2 separate regions of the Mus musculus genome follow, and region 2 is linked to region 1. The links are chromatin contacts, called in public HiChIP or PLAC-seq maps. All regions are on one chromosome and are shown on one strand. The core of a region is the stretch at or near the end of the contact, and the rest is flanking DNA. Distances in the headings are between cores, read along the strand shown. Region 1 holds the start of Adipor1 (adiponectin receptor 1). Region 2 overlaps Kdm5b (lysine (K)-specific demethylase 5B).

Region 1 (4,806 bases), core at 880-3,379:
AGGGCCCTAATAGGAGGGGATGGAGAAAGAGGAAGAATTTACATCTTGTTAGCAGACATGTACCCGGTACCATTTGAAGGATTTTGCCTATATTGCACAATATAATCCTTATGCTAATCCTGTGAGTTGAAGATTAAGGATTTGTGAGAAGAAATGCAGCTGGTCAGTGGTTGGCAGAGCCAGAAGCTGAATTTAGGATTATCTGTAGCCAAAGCCAAAACAAACCAAGAGCTGAGCATTGGAAACTGCTTGGATCTTTTGGAAACAGGTGAGGGAAGAGCAGTTCACAGAAGGATCAGGATGCAAAAGCCAGAGGAATGAGAAGTAGGAGAAATTTACTAAGGTCCAGAATACCAAAGAAAGATGGAAGAAGATGAGGCCCGATGGAAGAAGCTTAAAGCCAGCTTGCAAAGGGCCATGCTGTGGGCGGTGGTGGGGCTCCCCTGCCAGATCTCCATTAGTGTGAGGGCAGCCTGGCCTGCAAGCTCTACCCAGAGAAACTATCTTGAAAAAAACAAAAGATTTTTAAAAACAAATAATTTAACACTTAAAGGGGGAGCAGCCGGGCGTGGTGGCACACACCTTTAATCCTAGCAGGAGGCAGAAGCAGGCAGATTTCTGAGTTTGAGGCCAGCCTGGTCTACAAAGTGAGTTCCAGGACAGCCAGGGCTACGCAGAGAAACCCTGTCTTGAAGAAAAATAAAGTTTCCAGATTTTGTTTTGTACAGCAGGTAATTTATTATTATTATTTTTATTAAAATATAGGTTTCTAGTCAACTGTTTTTTTTAAAGATTTATTTATTTATTTTATGTATATGAGTATACCATTGCTCTCTTCAGACACACCAGAAGAGGGCATTAGATCCAATTAAGATGGTTATGAGCCACCATGTGGGTGGCTGGGAATTGAACTCTGGACCTCTGGAAGAACAGTGGGTGTTCTTAACTGCTGAGCCATCTCTCCAGCCCCAGGTAATATATTAACAATAGCTAGTTGTTATGAAACTCTATCCATTTGCCAGGCATCATGCAGACACTGCCTTAGTCCTGACAGACCTGAAAGTAGCACCTGAAATGTCCTTAGTCCTGACAGACCTGAAAGTAGCATCATTTCCCTTCGTTTTCAAGGTTAAGTAGTGATTTGGAAGGACTCAGTAATGTGTAAAGATCGGCTGGCTTGGGAAGGAAACTGGATCTACAAGAACCCAGAGTCTATGCTTTTAACCAGAACAAAGTTGACTTCACTCTCCTGGGGCATCCATCTAGCATTTGGTCACCTTTTCTTGCATTTAGAGCAGTAACAGCTGTGCATCGTTTTTTGGAGTATAAGAAAATGAACACTCCCAAAATACTATATTGTGTGGTTCAGTTCCGGCAGAGAAGCACACTATATTGTCTTCTAAGATGTGCCCTCTGGGTCACATGGGAACATGGACTGGCACAGAAAATTGTCAAGCTAGGCTTGTTTGAAATAACTTCTCCCTTTCTGATAAATAACAGGAACCAAAAGTTAAATCAGTTGAGTGAATAGATTCATGGTAGTCGTTCCATACATAGCATACCAGAAGAAGAGAGGGAGGGATTTGGAAAATGGATATAGAAATAGTTTCGGAGCTGTATGGTAGCCCACATTTGAAATCCTAGCATTTGAAAGGCTGAGATAGGATGGCCTCGAGTACAAGGCTCACCTGGGTTGCACAATTAAACCCTTTCTCAAACAAAAATAAAAGTGTGGGTTGGCGTTGTTTAATCCTGCCACTAGGGAGGCGAATCTACAGGGCGAATTCGGGACAGCCAGGGCTACACGGAGAATCCGTGTCTTGGAAAAAGGGGGGAAAAAGTGTTTCTGTACTAGAGATATAGTGGCTTGCCTAGAGGTACAATTCCCAGTACTAAGAGAAGGAAAAAAAAAGTGTTTCGGAGCTGAAAAGCGAGGCCGTGGGGTGGGAAACTAAGATTGCCTTCCCAGCTCCCTACTCCCAGCTCCCTACTCCCCTACACGCGCCCGTCGTAGGCCGGGAGAAGAGGCTTTTGCAGTCCGCCAGTGTAGGGCCAAGCTGGGACAGCCAGAGCCAGCGATTGGTCAGATCAGGGGCGGGGCGGGGCGAGCCTGAGCGCGCCCTGATGATTGGCACGCGCAGGAATGCCTGGATCGGAGCGGGTGAGGTAGCGCCGGGAAGGTGACGCGGCTGCGGAGGTGACGCCGTGCGGTCGCGCGGCCCTTCCGGCGCGGGCAGGGCGCTGAGGATCGGGCGCCCCTCGGCCGCAGGCCGCCTCCAGTGCCGCGGGATGTAGCGCCCGGGCCCGCGGCCCCCAGCAGAGGCAGCCAGCCAGGCCGTAAGTGTCCCGGGGGTGGGCGGGGCGCGGGCCCTGCAGGCTCTGGAGGGGACAGCACGGGAGTGGCCCGCCCCTGGATCGTCGCTCACCGCCCGGCCCTCCGAAAGGTCCTCCGTAAACATTTCCGGCCCCTCCCACCGCGCACCGCCTCCGTTCGGGGGGCTGCTCGCCGCCGTCGGGGCCCGGCAGTCCGCGAGTGCTGTCTCCGCAGCCGCGCGGTAGACGGCCGCGTTCCAGCCCTGCTGGCGACCCCCGGAGTTGAGCCTGCGAGTTGGGTGCGGGAACACCGGCCCTGGGTGGCCGGGAACCCTAAGGCCACCACCGCGATCCGCAGGTCAAACGTGACGGGGCTCCCTCCTGGATAGGGTCGGTCGGGAAGTTGATGGAGACTCGACAGGCCTAAGGTACTACTCAACTAGAATGTAAACAAGATGCCGAAGTGTTGGGAAGGGCCAGATTTCATCTCAGAAATCTAGGGTTGATGGATGCTGGTTTGTTTGAGAATTTGAGTCTCGCACTTGCTTTTAAGAAAATAAAGTGGCTCGCCGTCAGTTTCTGGCGGTTCGTAGTTGAAGAAGCTGGACAAATTTCAGTTTACATAGTTTCAGATGTCAGCGGAGCACTAAGAGACCATGGGATCTTCTATAATAATAATCTGATTATTTCCCTCGGGTCTTTAGCAGACAGACCAGAAAACCCAGCAGTTAAGTTGTGTGGTAAATCAAACGAAGATGGCAATAGGTGGTTCTTTGCAGAACCAAAGCCATGTTGGGATGTGCTCACTGCTTTTTTTTTTTTTCCTTTTGATAATGCAGGGCAGGCTGTGATGGTGCAGTCGCAGTTCCTGAGAGTTTATAGCATCAGTCCACTGCCAGGAACTCAGTCAGATAGGATGGCGCTAAGTGGATTGCAATGTCAGGGTTCCCGGCCTGCAGCCACTGCATTTCTTTATTACAGAAGTAGTTTTTGTGTCCATTTTTTGTGAAAGGTCTTTGAGAAGTCAGTCTTCAAAAGCTGGTGTTATTAGTGAAGTATTAGACATTGGTGTGGGCCTTCAAACACTGCACCTACTCCCGCAGGGTAATCTCCGCTGGGGTGTTCACAGTAGCCCAGAAACGACAAGATTTTTGAGAAAGAAGTAAATGAGTGGCTTTACCCGTGTGAAAGATAAATTAAGGAAGCAGCCTTAATTTCATAGCCTCTGCGCCTCCCTCCCCTCACTCCACCCCCCCCCCCTCACGGCAGGAGGAGGGGAGCGGTCAGCACCTTAAAATGAATGGTAGGCTAAGTTGTGTCACTTCAGAGTGACCTCATTTTCTTAAGCTTCCTGATGGAAAGTGCATTATTCGATGCTCTGGGTAGCCATGCTACCATGTAAACCGCTGTTTACACAACTGTACCCCTGGAATGCCCTGCCTCAGATGTCCATGCCTATCAAATCTTAAGATCTACGAAGTTTTGATCATCTCTACTAAAGTGAAGTTTTTCTTCTCAGTTCCTCCAGCACCTGTTAGCTCTTAGCTTCATAATGATGCTATCAGAAAACAAATTATCACCTAGGTGGAAGGGACGCGTACTTTTAATCGTTATCCCAGCACTTGGGGGCAGAGACAGGTGGATCCCTGAGTTCGAGGCCAGCCTGGTCTACAGATTGAGTTCCGGGACAGCCAGGGCTACAAAAAGAAATCCTATCTCAAAACAACAACAACAAAAAGAGGAAAAGGAGGAAAAATAAAAGAAAATTTTCAATAAACACCCTTAAGATATTTTAAAAATGTGTACAGCTGTTTGGGCCATATGTTAATGCCTGTTGCCCACAGAAGATGGGTTCAAAACTGAACCTATGTGAATGCTAGATATAAAGCAAGGCCCTCTGGAAAAGCAGCCAGTGCTTTTAGCCATTCGGCCATGCTCCAGCCCTCAGCAACCCCCTTTTGGTTGCTGCTTTGTTTTTTTGTTTTTGTTTTTGTTTTGTTTTGTTTTGTTTCTAGACAGAATTTATCTTCGTAGGCCTAGCTGTCCTGAAATTCTGTAAATCAGGCTGGTCTGGAGCTCAGATTTGCCTGCCTCCACCTTCCAAATGCTAGAATCAAAGGTGTGTACCACTACCACCACCGGCCGCCACCTGGCTTAGCAACCCTTCTTAAAGGACCTCACCAACCTGTCCAAGCTCCTTACTCTGCCTTCTCCCTGAAGCAATAGCCAGAACTGTGCATTGTATAGTACTCAATAGATGCTCTCAGATTAAAGGACAGAATTTACCCTGCTGGAGGCAGTTGCATTCTCCCTGTTTCTGTAGGAAGGAAATCCAGGCTGAAGCTCAGACACACCCGGCTAGGTTATCCTGCTTGTCTGCTTGACACTGTGTTAAGTAACATGGAGTTTCTCTTGTTTGGTACTGGTATTCATCAAACTTGTTACATTTTGTCTTTAATGGTCCTTTGTCCCCAGTTGGCTCATCAAACAGTA
Region 2 (4,403 bases), core at 1,188-3,687, 190 kb after region 1:
AGGAGTTCTGTAGACAACTTACATGGAATTCTAGGGCCTGGAGAAATGGCACAGCAGTTTTAAGAGCACTTGATTCTCTTCCTTAGGACCCCAGCTGTTTCCTAGACCAGACTGCTCACAGCTTCTGTCTCTAGTGCCCCCTTCTGACCTCCTTATACTTGTCCACATGAACCACCCCCAAGTAAATACAGTAAAAAAAAAAAGGTACAAAACCATGTTTCTGAACTGTTAGTATGATATAGCTAAAACTTTATCTTTTTTTTTTTTTTTTTTTTTTTTCTGACTCATTTTAGGAATACCTGGATAGTGGCTGGAATTTGAACAACATGCCAGTGATGGAGCAGTCTGTCCTTGCTCATATTACTGCTGATATATGTGGCATGAAACTCCCCTGGTTGTATGTGGGCATGTGCTTTTCTTCATTCTGTTGGCACATTGAAGACCACTGGAGCTATTCAATCAACTACCTACACTGGTGAGAATTCTTTATGGAGTCTGTGAGGACTATCTAAGCTGGGCAGGAAAGAAAACTTTTTCTTTCAGAAATGTGTTCATGACTGAGAATTTCAAGTTCCATTTGTTTTAGCTTCTGTTACCTTAGGTTTCCTATCTGATTAGGTCACTTGACTTCTACATAGTCCTCTGAAATCATACACTATTTTGCAAGTATAGGATGTTTCTAGGAATAGTATTTATGAACAAGTTACACACACACACACACACACACACACACACACACACACACACACACACACCGCTGTCTACCAGAATTCTCATTTGATGTCATGGTAACCTCTATATCCCTTTGGGGAGGAGCATGGACTTGGGACTATCAGTTTCCTTTTGTTGTGCTGATTTTTTGACATCATAACACTTAGAATACCTCTCAAATCTGTGCAGACATTTATTACTTTATTATCTAAACTTTTCACCTAAAGCCTTTTTTTCCCTACAGCTGTAATACCCTCACCTTATTTCTTCTACTTTCACATGCAAAAGTATTTTAAAATTCCTAACTCACTTGAATCCTACAGAAAATGTACCACAAGAACGAGAGCTGGCACTTGGATGGTCAACATGATTGTGCTTCCCCTGGCATTACCCAGCTGTAACAGGAAGATGATGTTTTATATACCTCACAGAGATGGCACTGATTAATTGGTTAACAATTTAAAGTGTTTTGAAGAATAAGGGTTGTTTAGAAATAATTGCCTTATTCGTATTTGATGTAAGCTTTTTTTTTCACCAGAATGGGCAAGGAAAAAGAAGATGGAAGTTGCAGGCCTTCTTGGTTGCTGTAGGGAGGGAGCTGTAGTAACTGTGCTGAGTCAAATGTGATTCCTTATCTTTTTAGAAACTCTAAATTCTCCCATGTTTGTAGAGTAGGATCTGGGAGGACCTCAATCCCATCTTCGCAGTGGTGGGAAATGCACTGAGTGTTCCACTCCTGCTTGTCCTGATACTTGTTTGATTTGAACGTTTGTTTGTAGGTCAGAAGAATATGATCTAGTTAACTGTTGCTGTGTGTTATGCTACAAATTAATGGATTCTGATCTTTTTCTAGGGGTGAGCCAAAAACCTGGTATGGAGTTCCAGGCTACGCTGCTGAGCAGCTAGAAAACGTGATGAAGAAGCTCGCTCCTGAGCTCTTTGTGTCCCAGCCGGACCTGCTCCACCAGCTGGTGACCATCATGAACCCCAACACTCTGATGACTCATGAAGTGCCTGTATGTCGTGCTGACCTTCTTGCCGCCCCACCCACCGTGCACAGCTTCCCTAGCACCCCTGCTTTTCTTCTTAAAGTTATTTGGTGTTTTCCCCCCCATAATATAACTTGATAACAGAAGCAGCTGCTGGGTGCTTTATAGCAGTCTCCCAGTGGGCCAGATGCGTAGAAACTCTAAACTCCTACATTACTAATGACTTGCTCGGCAGATGAGTAACACTCACTTTAGTCTACCGGTCAGTGAGTGGGAGACTGTATAGCCATGGCCACTAATGGTTTCTGTTCTGTAAGGGTTTTTTTTTTTTTTTTTTGGTTTAAGATTTATTTACTTGTTTTATGTAAGTACACTGTCACTGTCTTCATCTTCACACACCAGAACAGGGCATCAGATTTCATCAATGATGGTTCTCTCCAGCCCCTGTAAGTTTTGTTTATAAGTTTAGTAAACAAAAGATAAAAAGTGACCTGTCAAATGGAAATGAGAATTTACTATGAGAATGGCTAGCTAGTTACAGTTAGAGCTAAGCTCAGGTTTTAAAATCTTTAATATTACAAATTTATAAAGCTTATGAATATAAAAATATAAATTTATAAAGTGCTCTTGACTGAGCCATTTTTCCAGTTCTTGGTGTCAGTCTTCTATGCCTTTTTCCGCTCTAAAAGAGGAAGTTTAGTAGGGATGTTTGTGAGTGCTTATCTAATAAGAACAGGCCCTGGATTTCATTTCCAATACAGCATAAAGAAGTGACAGTGAGGGTTGGAGAGATGGCTCAGTGGTTAAGAGCGCTGACTGCTCTTCTGAAGGTCTTGAGTTCAAATTCCAGCAACCACATGATGGCTCACAAACATCCATAATGAGATCTGATGCCCTCTTCTGGGATGTCTGAAGACAGCTATAGTGTAATAATAAATCCATCAAAAAAAAAAAAGAAGTGACAGTGAATTGTGGGATCTCGTGATTAACCAAAATGGAATGCTCCCCATGACTCATTCTGACGGTGGTGCTGGGAATTGAACCGAGAGCCTTAGAATTGAGATACTAGGTTTACATTTTGTCCTGGTGCTGCTTCGTTGCCAGAGCTGTTTTACATTGCTTACTGAGTCCTCCACCCCCTCAACCCCCCTTCCTCACTCACCTACGGTGTTGTGTGTGTGTGTCTGCATTTGGCTGTTGTTCCTCGGGGATCATCCATCTTGATATTTCAGACAGAATCTCTGAGGACTTTATGGAGGGCCATTAAGAGTGTATTTGTGGACCATAAAGTAATGACAAAAGAACAAAACATTCACTATGTCTTCATTGTTAACATTTCTCTTTGATTTTTCAAGTTTGTCAATATTGGAATAAAATGTAGGGGCTAGATTTAGGGCTTTGGGAAATCAATGGATTGATTTTTCATTCCTGGTCTGGAACTTGCTATGAAGTCTAGATTGTCCTCCAACTCAAGAGATCCTCTTGTCTCTGCTTCACTTACGGCTGAACCTTGGGAGATTCCTGATTGTATCTGTAAAAAAAGATGTTTCTTGCCTCTTAGATGGTTTCTTATTTTTGTGGTAAGAGCACTGACTTCAGTTCAGAGGCTATTTAGTTCTGTTAGTGTGGTATACCACTCCATCTTGTGGCAGAAACCAGATGATTCTAACAGTAATTTTTTCCCCCTCAGTTTTGATATAAGGTGTGTGTGTGTGTGTGTGTGTGTGTGTGTGTGTAGTCCTGTCCTATTTGTCTAGAGAAATCATCTGATAGTTTATGTCTAAATTGCCTTTGAGAATGTTACTGTAAAACCTTAATTGCTCATTCCTGTCTCTGTAGGTTTATCGAACGAATCAGTGTGCTGGGGAGTTTGTAATTACGTTTCCAAGAGCCTACCACAGTGGCTTCAACCAAGGTTTTAATTTTGCCGAGGCTGTTAACTTCTGCACTGTTGATTGGGTATGTGTTATGTATTTGAGCTTTCTCAAATCTTACCATTTTTTTGTGGAAATAGCATAAAATGCTTTAAAAACTGTCACATATCCTTGCTACTCATCTGGATTCCATGCAAAATCTTTTCCATTTTACAGTGAGATAAGACACTGGATAACACAGTGTGTGACAACTCAGACATGCACTGTGTGCATGCCTATGTGCATGCACATGCCTTTGGCCAGAGAATTATAGATAGCTGTGAGTAGCCTGACATAGGTACTGAGAAGTATGCTTTGAATCTCTCTAAAAATCAGCACTTGCTCTTAAGTGCTGAGCCACCTCTCTCAAGATACTTCTTTTAAATTGTACAAATTGTTAATGAAATTTTAGGGGATAGAGCAGTGCTTTGCCTTTTTTTTTTTTTCCCCCAGTGTTGCCATGGCTAGTCCTGAGTTCTTTATTGTAAACCACCCTGCTTCAGCAGGTTTTGGGAAACCTAATTTGTAGCAAGAGTCTTCCTGAAGTGTCTTTTAAAATGGCTAAAGATTTTTTTAAAAAAATATTTATTTATTATATGTAAGTACTCTGTAGCTGTCTTCAGACACACCAGAAGAAGGTGTCAATCCCTTTACAGATTGGTTGCTGGGATTTGAACTCAGGACCTTCAGCAAAGAATAGTCAAGTGTCCTTAACCGTTAAGCCATCTTTCCAGCCCAAGGCTGAAGCTTATTAAAGCTTGCAAACTAGTAACAAATATTCCAGCCTTAA

Evidence for each region. HiChIP or PLAC-seq counts read pairs in DNA pulled down with a chosen protein or histone mark.
Region 2: an H3K27ac HiChIP or PLAC-seq map of the HPC-7 cell line shows a contact between it and region 1, with 7 times the contacts expected there. The contact joins the enhancer-like site here to the promoter of Adipor1 in region 1. A contact is called at or near these places in 4 of 39 promoter capture datasets (the 3T3-L1 cell line, the HPC-7 cell line, HPC-7-derived erythroid cells and 2 more), 5 of 484 Hi-C or Micro-C datasets (embryonic stem cells, epiblasts, granulocyte-monocyte progenitors and 1 more), 19 of 115 datasets of contacts at active chromatin or transcription factors (the 230-238 cell line, DN3 thymocytes, the HPC-7 cell line and 12 more) and 2 of 9 other capture datasets (adipose tissue and pancreatic islet).

The regions. Positions count from the first base shown.
Region 1 is chr1:134,413,249-134,418,054 of GRCm38.p6, forward strand. Adipor1 (adiponectin receptor 1) reads left to right here and starts at 2,130. Exons shown (of 8, transcript NM_028320.4): 1 at 2,130-2,337.
Region 2 is chr1:134,604,149-134,608,551 of GRCm38.p6, forward strand. It overlaps Kdm5b (lysine (K)-specific demethylase 5B), which reads left to right. Exons shown (of 27, transcript NM_152895.2): 11 at 294-475; 12 at 1,565-1,727; 13 at 3,540-3,659. Among named protein-coding and RNA genes, the nearest start is that of Kdm5b, 46 kb to the left of the region's middle. Within about 2 kb of position 2,438, at least 5 of the 459 cell types and tissues checked have an H3K27ac peak or open chromatin away from gene starts, as enhancers often do. A contact at or near this core is called in the HPC-7 cell line, where this site is marked.